Linked DNA regions of Canis lupus: region 1 is linked to region 2. A link is a contact called in public Hi-C data. All regions are on one chromosome and are shown on one strand. Each heading gives the region's core, a stretch centred on a gene start, on an enhancer-like site or on the middle of the called end of the contact. The rest is flanking DNA. Distances are from core to core; before and after follow the strand shown. Region 1 holds the start of KDM7A (lysine-specific demethylase 7A). Region 2 overlaps LOC111090234 (a long non-coding RNA gene).

Region 1 (4,291 bases), core at 767-3,266, 60 kb after region 2:
AAGATCTGGGCTAGATGTACTCATTGTTCAGTTTTGTGACTACTCCCAGACTCTCTCAGTGTACAGAGTATATATGTACTTATACACCTATATTAATATTGATAACCTCCATTATCAGTCCACTACCGAAAAGGTCATTCTAGTCTTCTTTCTATTGTACCTCTCTTCCTCAACAGTAAGAAATTTGATTCTCATTTCCCTTACATATTGGATCAATACTCTTGAACATAACCTACCTCCCACCACTGATATTGGCCCCTCCTCTGCTTGGCTACCCTTCTCATCTACCCATACTGACTTCCTAAGGCCAGATGGCCCCTCCAGCAAGGTGAGGAGAGCACTCTATACCAGGCCACTTCCCTGTGTGGATGCCCCTTTCACCCCAAGTCCAACATGACGGCTTTGGAGGCTGCCTTCCCTTCCGTTACACACTTGCTGTGCTGTCCCCCAACACACATCGTCTACAATGTACGTTTAAAAATACGTCCTCTCTTTTGCTTGTTATAAAACCTCTGTGAGGTAGTTAAGGAGGTATTATTATCCATAATTTTTCCTTGAACAGATCTCCAACGATCTAGTTCAAGAGAAACGGAGTGATTGCCCACGGCTGCACGGCTTGTATAAAGCAGGGTCTGAACGCAGGGCTTTCCACTCCACCAATTTATGATGCCTCTAAACATGATGCCAACATTAGAGTAACTTTTCCTTTTTCTCCAGTAGAAGTATGTCCAAACATATTCACTTCGTGGTCAACTCTGATTTCCAGGTGTTTCTTCCCGCAAAAGATGTACCAGGTAAGGAGAAGGATTGGGTGCATCATCAAAGTTTAGCTCCAGCTCCTATCTGTGAGACTTCAGGCAAGTTCCTCGCTTTCCTCCAGGATTAAAAAGAGGTTAGATCAGCGATTCTCTGCCTGGGGCTGGGTGAGATGGGAGCTCACCAGGGCTTTTCCCCCGGGAACAGAAATGCTTGTGAAATTCATCCTTCACATGCCTTCCGGTTCGCGTAGTTCTGACTCCAAGGCATCCCCGTTAGCCGTTCTTATTCTGATCAATCTCACCCTTCATTCAAAAATATTTATTAATGGCCTACTATGCCGTATTATCCAGCTTTTGTAGTATTCCTTTTCCGAGGTCTCCCTGCCGTTTAGAATTTTGCCCCTTTCTTCCCAACTTGGGAGTCGAGAGCGTCGGCATCCGAGTCGAGTCGTGCCGTTCACGACGCGCCGGGTCCTCCCTGCACCAACCGCGCGCCGCTCGGGCCCCTCTCGGCTGGCGGGCGTCAGGGAGTCCGTCCCGGGAACCGGCGGCTCCGTCGACACGACCTCCCCGCGGCGAGCCGGTGGGAACCGGGGTGGGACGTCTTCGTCCGTCCGCGGGCCTCCCCGGCACGCTCCGGGCCCTCGGGAGGCGCCCTGCGCGGCTCTAACTTCTCGCCTTCCCCCTCAGGGCACAGGCGCAGCGCGAGCCGCTCTCCACTGCGCAGGAACTTCCCCGGCCTCGGCGGCGGCTCACAAACGCCGGAGCCCGCTCCCCGCACGCTCCCGCCGGGCCCCTCCCGGAGCCGCGCTCCCCGCGCCGCGCTCCCCGCGCCGCCGCGCGTGTCCTCAGGGAGCCTCGGCCCGCCTCCGCCTCCCCCGCCCCGCGTGCCCTTCAGCGGGTCCCCCCGCCCGGCCGACGCGAGGGGAGCGGGGCGCGCGCGCCGGCGGCGGGACGACGTGCGCGAGACGCACGGCCCCGCGCGGAGCGCCGGAAGGAGCCGGGCCGCAGCCTCGCGCGTCGTGCGCGCGCCCCCCCTCCGGCCCCGGCCGCGACCTCGCGCGCGCGCACTGAGGCGCCGCCGCCGCCGCCGCCGCCTGCCACCGCCGCCGCCGCGCCGCCGCGCCGCCGCCGCCGCCGCCGCCGCCGCCGCCGCGGCTGCTGCTCCGGCTGCTGCAGGAGGCGGCGCTGGCTGGCGGCTGCGCTCGCTCCAGTCGGCGAGCGGAGCAGCGAGCGAGCGTGTGTGTGTTTTTTAAAGATGGCCGGAGCGGCGGCGGCGGTGGCCGCGGGAGCAGCAGCTGGAGCCGCCGCGGCAGCCGTGTCGGTGGCGGCTCCGGGCCGGGCCTCGGCGCCCCCGCCGCCCCCGCCGGTGTACTGTGTGTGCCGGCAGCCGTACGACGTGAACCGCTTCATGATCGAGTGCGATATCTGCAAGGACTGGTTCCACGGCAGGTAAATAAACCCCCTCCAGCCCCGCCGCCGCCGCCGCCGCCGCCGCCGCCGGCCGCCCGCGCCCCCCTCCGCCCGCCCGGCCGCCGCGCCGCGCCAGGCGCCGAGCCCCCGGCCCGGGCAGCGGGGCGCGCGGGGCCCCGGGCGGGCGGAGGGGCGCCGGGGGGCTCGCCCGGCCGGGAGAAGAGTCGCCACAACACACGGGAACAAAGGGGGCCGGCCGAGAAGTTGGCAGGCGGAGACCGGGGCGAGGGGACGCGGCCGGGGCAGGCGCCGGCGGAGGCCCGCCGCCCCTCGCCGCGCCCGCAGCCCGGCCGCCGCCCGCCGCCCGGCCGCCCGGCCGCCCGGGGCTCCGGCCCGGAGTCGCCGCCCGGCGGGTCGCCCTGCCCGGCCGGCCGCAGCGCCTTCCTTCCTTCCTTCCTTCCTTCCTTCCTTCCTTCCTTCCTTCCTTCCTTCCTTCCTTCCTTCCTTCCTTCCTTCCTTCCTTCCTTCCTTCCGGGCGGCGGGCGGCGGGCGGCTCGCCCCGGCTCGGGGGCTCCGGGAATCGCCGTCGCCCCCTCCCCCGCCGCGGTCCCGGTCGCGCCCCCGTCCCCGGTCTTCATCAAACTTCCGCGGCCGCGGGGCGCCGGGACGGGGGCGTCGGCAGCGCCAGCCGGCGGGGCCCGGAGGAGTAAACAGAGCAACAGATGAGGCGCGCTCGGGGACTTCAGGATGCCACTGGGAAGTTTGGGGCCGGGGGTCCCGGGCGGGCGGGCGGGCGCGCGGTCGGCTCGGACCCGGCCCCCGGCGCCCCGGTGCTGGCGGGGCTGGGGCGGGGGGCGTGGGCGGCAGGCCCCGGCGGGGGGGGGAGAGGGGGGAGAGGGGGGAGGACACCGCCCCGCCGCTGGTCCCCAGCCCCCCGCGTCGCCCCCGCGGCGCGGCTCAAACTTTACAAAGAGTGAAATCTCCCGTCGCCGGGGGGCCGGCGGCGGCGGGGCGGCCCGGGGGCGCGGGGGCGCGGGGGGGCGCGGGGGGGGCGCGGGCCAACTCTGCGGCGGGGGCGGGCACCGCGGGCCCGGGCGGGGGCGGCGAGCGTCGCCCTCCGCCCCCGCCCCCGCGGCCGCCGGCGTTTGGGGTTTGACGTTTGTGAGAGCTCGGGGCCGCCTCCGCCGCCGAGCCGTCGACTCGTGTGTTTTGTAATCAAAGTGTGAGGCTAATAAAGGGCGGCGCCACAGCCTCTTGACTCCGGCGTGGGAGGGATTCGCAGGCATTTAAACAAAGAAACTAGTTGGGGCTGGGCTCCCAAAGTCCTTATTTGGGTGTCGTGGCAAAGCCCGCGGTCACCTTTGGGTGAAGCAGGTTACGCGGGCACCGCGTGGGGTCGTCGGTGGACGAGAGTCCGCTCGGGGCTAATAGCAGATATGGTGACTGTGATTGTAGGAAGTGTCCTTTGATTGACAGCAGGACATTTAAATACAGCCTCCGCTCCCCCCTCCCCTCCCCTCCCCTCCCCTCCCCAATTTTACAGAAACACTACGCGACCAGGCCAGATGTCTGAGTCTCCCTCTACTGGCCCTGGGAGAGAAAACCGCTTACATTACAGCGTTCTTTTCAGGCTTTAGTGCTAGGTACGTTTACTTCTGCTTCATCTTCGAGGAGTTTTATTGAATCAGGTTGCACAGCCCTTGACAGCAACAACAGTGAGAGGAAAAAAAAAAAAAAAAAAACCAACCATCCCTAAAATTGTCACTGTAAAAAGAGGACAGCGTCCTAATTTTGTCTATCAGGTAATCTTTCACAGTCTGGGTCTCAGCTTGGGGAATAATTATAACAACTTTGTCAACCTGTAATTAAGAATAAGTTATCTAAAATTCTTTTTTTATTACTCCAGATCGATTCCCTCCCCCCCCCCCCCGTATTTTGATGACATGTAAAACTGAAATTTGAACATATCACATCTTGGCAGTTCTATTTCTATATCCTCTCTTCCCATAACATACCCTAGGCAACTGGAGTAGATTATCCAAAAATCTAGGTTACATATAGGATAAAACCAGAATCCCTGGTGATTATGTAAATACTTACTTTTTCTTTTCCCCAAAGAA
Region 2 (4,286 bases), core at 272-2,771:
ATGGCCAGACTCCCTTTACGTGCTCTTGAGAGGATCCTTCCTTGCCTCTTCCTTACTTCTGGTGGCCCCAGGTGCTCCTTGGCCTTGAGCAGCATAACTCCCCCAGCCCCTGGCTCTCCTCATCTTAAAGGGACACCAGTCATTAGATTTGGGGCACATCATCTATCAAGGATGATATCCTCTCAACATTTTTAACTGATTAAATCTTAAAGGACCCAGTTTTCAAATAAGGTTACATTCCGGAGTTCTGGGTAGGTGTGAATTTTTGGTGGACGCTATTCAACCTACTACATAGAACTGTTTTAGTTGCAAATTACAGAAAACCCCATCTAAGTAGCTTAAGTAAATAAAAATGATATTGGGACAATTGACAGAGAAGTCTAGGAATATGCAGAATTTCAAAAATGGCATGACCGAGGAGCTCAGTTTCTCTCATTCAGATCTGTCTTTTGCTGTGTTGGCCTCATTCTTAGGTTTCCATCTTGTGGCTTCTGGCAGTTCTATTCTTGTATCATCCTTACTGGTAGCAACCCTAGTAAAAAGTACCTAGTACCTCTGCCTGAATAGTATCAGCAAACATTTCATGGATATCTTTGGCTTTGAAGGTTTCATGCCCATCTTTAAACCAATCACTGTGGTCAGGCGTGAGTCTATACCTCAGCTCTAGAGCTAGGGGCAGATTCAGTCCCAGTGAAAGCACACAGGATGAGGGGGGCAGTTTCCCCAGAGTGAACTTGGGGTACTGTTTCCAGAAGCAGGAGCAGGTGCTAGGTAGTAAGAAGTATAACCATTCACTACTATGTTGGTCTTCCTCCAATGTCAAAGAACTCCTGAGAGACAACTCTGGTTTTCAGGTCTGTGTTCCTGAGCCCTGGATAGTAGCAGGCCCTCAAATATGTAGTTGCTGAGTTGTTTTGAATTTTTGACATAATGTAGTTTCTGAAGGCTTTATCCACTATAAATCTGAGACTCAGTTCCTGAGCCAAGGTGACTCCACACCATTGAGACACTGCCCTTTGTAAAACCCAATCTAGGTATACCAGTTGGCCATCTGTTGTGAAATGATTCTTAAAAACTTCCATGAAAGAGAACTGAGAAGAAAGGCTCATGTTTGGGTCAACACGGCAGCAGAAAAACACAAGTAGTAGGAGAAACTAAGGAAGAAACACATTTCTATTTTCCGTGTTTGTCCCAATACACACACACAAACCTCCATGTCTGCAGGGGTGGTGGAGTATTGCTATTCTCATATACCCTAGAGCCCTGGTGGAGAAAACAAGATTCTGGGTTTAGGCATATGTCATCCAGTGGTTTAGGCTTGAAGTGTTGTACCTTAAACAGCCGCCAAGGGGCCTAGTATCCCAGGCACCAAAAGAGCCGGTGGCCATAGAGTAAAGTCAGACAGCCCTTTAGCTAGATGGAGCTGGACTCTGTAACCACACCATGGGGTTTAATTTGCTGACCTAGATGGAGTTTGCAGCCCACAAAACCTCATACCACAGCAAAGCTTTTCTTGTGCTGAGACAGCTGGCTGGGTGTGATGTTGCAATGACTCAGTTCTTAGTAAAGGGTCTGAAGAAATTAGGGGCAGAGCTATAGCCCTAAGACCACAGCCCCAAGAGACCTTCCTGTTTATTCCAGGGTGAGAGAAGGGGAACCTTCTGTTTGTGGGCACTGGTGTTTCACCAGAAGGGATGAGGCTGGGGCTTTGGCTTTGAGCTGTATATACATGGTCCACACAGGACGGTCAGACAATTATACTTAGATGGATCATTCAGACTAAACCACACAGGCCAGTGCATTTTTGGAAAGTGGTCTACAAACTATGTGAATCAAGTCTTATTTCTCCTTGACTTCCATTTTGAAACTGGGATTAGGTTTACAGGAGGAAGCCTATTTCAATAAAATTAGGGTTGAAAACTTTGGGTTCTGAGGATTTCCCATTAAACATAGCAGATTGAACATGTGCATAAGCCCCAGCCTCCTCCCCAAACCTCACTAAAATGTGAGTAAAGAGATTTAAAAAAAGAAAAGCCTATACCTTTAAGAGAGGTAAGAGCAGAGACAGGGAGGAAAAACAAATCCTAGCTGAAGCCTATTGATGTTCAAGAGAAATAAACTTTGGCTATATCTCCCTACTGTGAAGTATGTATCTAATAATAAATTGTTCAACATTGTTACATGGGTCAATGTTCGCTGAAATATTGGTTGGTACACTTTTACATAAATTTATGCTCTAAAAAAGAACACATTTTAGAGTGTGTGGGTAGAAAGAAGGGGCAGGGGATTTAAATACATCCATGTGAGTTTATAATATTTTAGTATTTATTTTTATAGTATTTATAGTAGATATTTATAGTATTTAGTGTTATAAGTATAAAAATAGTATTTAGTGTTTATAGTAGTTAGTATTCATATTTCCTAAAATATATTTAATGTTTTAGTGTTTGTATATATTTATGTTTAGTATTTAGTATTAGTAGTATTTTTAATAATATGGTGTTAGCATTTAGTATTTTTCAACCCTAGTGTTGTGTTAGGATCACCTTATTAAAAATGGGAATGCTTGAGGGGCACGCCTGGGTGGCTCAGTCTGCCTTCAGCTCAGGTCATGATCTCAGGGTCCTGGGACTGAGTTCTGCACCAGGGTCTCTGTTCAGCGGGGAGTCTGCTTCTCCCTCTCCCTGTGCTACACCCCCTGCTTATGCTCTCTTGCACTCTCTGTCAAATAAATAAATAAAATCTTTAAAAAAAAAAACAGTGATGCTCGGGGCACTTGGTTGGTTAAGCGTCCAACTCTTGATTTCCGCTCAGGTTGTGATCTCAGAGTCTTGGGATCAATCCCCAAGTTGGGATCCATGCTTAGCTGGAGCTTAAGGAATCACAGTGATCACATTCACTACATTAATTTTTTTTCCTTTCTTGCTCTTTCTATAGCTATTTTTTTTTTCCTGAAAGAGCTGAAAGTAGATTTCAGACATCCTGACATTTCACCCTTGTTGTGGGTTGAGTTACATTCCCCCGAAAAGACAGGCTGAAGTCCTAAAGCCTGGTGCCAGTAAAGGTGACCTGTTCATAAGCAGCACCTTTGCAGGTGTAATCAAGTTAAGATAAGAGCATCCTAGAGTAGGGTAGGCCCTAAATCCAATAACCAGTGTCCTTATAAAGAAAGATTAGAAGCCACAGACACACTACGGAGGACATGTGACTGTGGAGACAGAGAGAGGAGTTAATGCTGTCCTAAGCCAAGAACAGCAAGGATTGCCAGCAATCCCCCCAAAAAATGTAGGAAGAAGCAAGGCAGGATCTTCCTCAAGAAACCTCAGGCAAAGCACAGCCCTGCCATTATCACCTATACAAAAACTAACAATAATTTTATAATATCCGATCTGTAATCAAAAGGATCCAGTTGTCCTCCAAACATCTTATGTAGATTTTTTTTCTTCTTTGAGCAGAATCTGATCACAGTATCTTATATATTCATTTGATTGTTACATCTTTCTAGCTTCTTTTATTCTAAAGTAATCCACCTTTTTTTTAAAGGACATTGATTTTTGAACTATTAAAGAAAAAATTATGCTTGAACGATAAGGGAGACTTCAAGATTATTGTAATAAGGGAGAGAGATTGGGCTCAACTCTGAAACAGGGACAGGTGGGGATTTATAGCCAAAGAGCAGGAGGAGGGATCCCTGGGTGGCGCAGCGGGTTAGCGCCTGCCTTTGGCCCAGGGCGCAATCCTGGAGACCTGGGATCGAATCCCACGTCGGGCTCCCTGCACTTCTCCCTTGCCTATGTCTCTGCCTCTCTCTCTCTCTCTCTGTGTGACTATCATGAATGAATAAATAAATAAAATCTTAAAAAAAAAAAAAGGAGCAGGAGGAGGGGGTCAGTGGATAGACAAAGGGCAGATGTCAAGAGGAGAGGGTAGGGGGATTCTTACTACACTGACCTGATGTGACTCTTGCTGAAGGCAGGTCAACAGCGTAGATATCAACGCTGGGGGATGAGGACCTTGATCAGAAGTCAAGGATGGTCGGATGTCAAGGGTGGGGGATGATTTAGCAAGATTCTTTGCCAAGATTGGCTGGGCAGGCCCAAGACAGAGTGGGGACCAAGGTCAAGACCTCATTAAAAGATGTTTGGAGGAGCCTGACGCGAGTCTGGCCAAGGAGAGAGCCTTTGTCACGGGTCAGTTGTCTTATAGTGTGTTCCACACTGTGAATTGGTAGTCTCGATTCCTCTTGGTATAATTTAACTTGTTCCCCTATGTCCTTCTTTCCTGTA

Evidence for each region. Hi-C and Micro-C count contacts between places; a contact is called where the count stands out from the background.
Region 1: a contact with region 2 is called in a Hi-C map of blood, with 4 times the contacts expected there. The contact joins the promoter of KDM7A here to the enhancer-like site in region 2. A contact is called at or near these places in 2 of 9 Hi-C or Micro-C datasets (both in blood).

What each region holds. Positions count from the first base shown.
Region 1 is chr16:8,521,999-8,526,289 of UU_Cfam_GSD_1.0, forward strand. KDM7A (lysine-specific demethylase 7A) reads left to right here and starts at 2,017. Exons shown (of 20, transcript XM_038559409.1): 1 at 2,017-2,210. The coding sequence starts at 2,017.
Region 2 is chr16:8,462,675-8,466,960 of UU_Cfam_GSD_1.0, forward strand. The region is part of intron 2 of LOC111090234 (a long non-coding RNA gene); the gene reads left to right. Among named protein-coding and RNA genes, the nearest start is that of KDM7A, 59 kb to the right of the region's middle. Within about 2 kb of position 1,522, at least 4 of the 20 cell types and tissues checked have an H3K27ac peak or open chromatin away from gene starts, as enhancers often do. A contact at or near this core is called in blood, where this site is marked.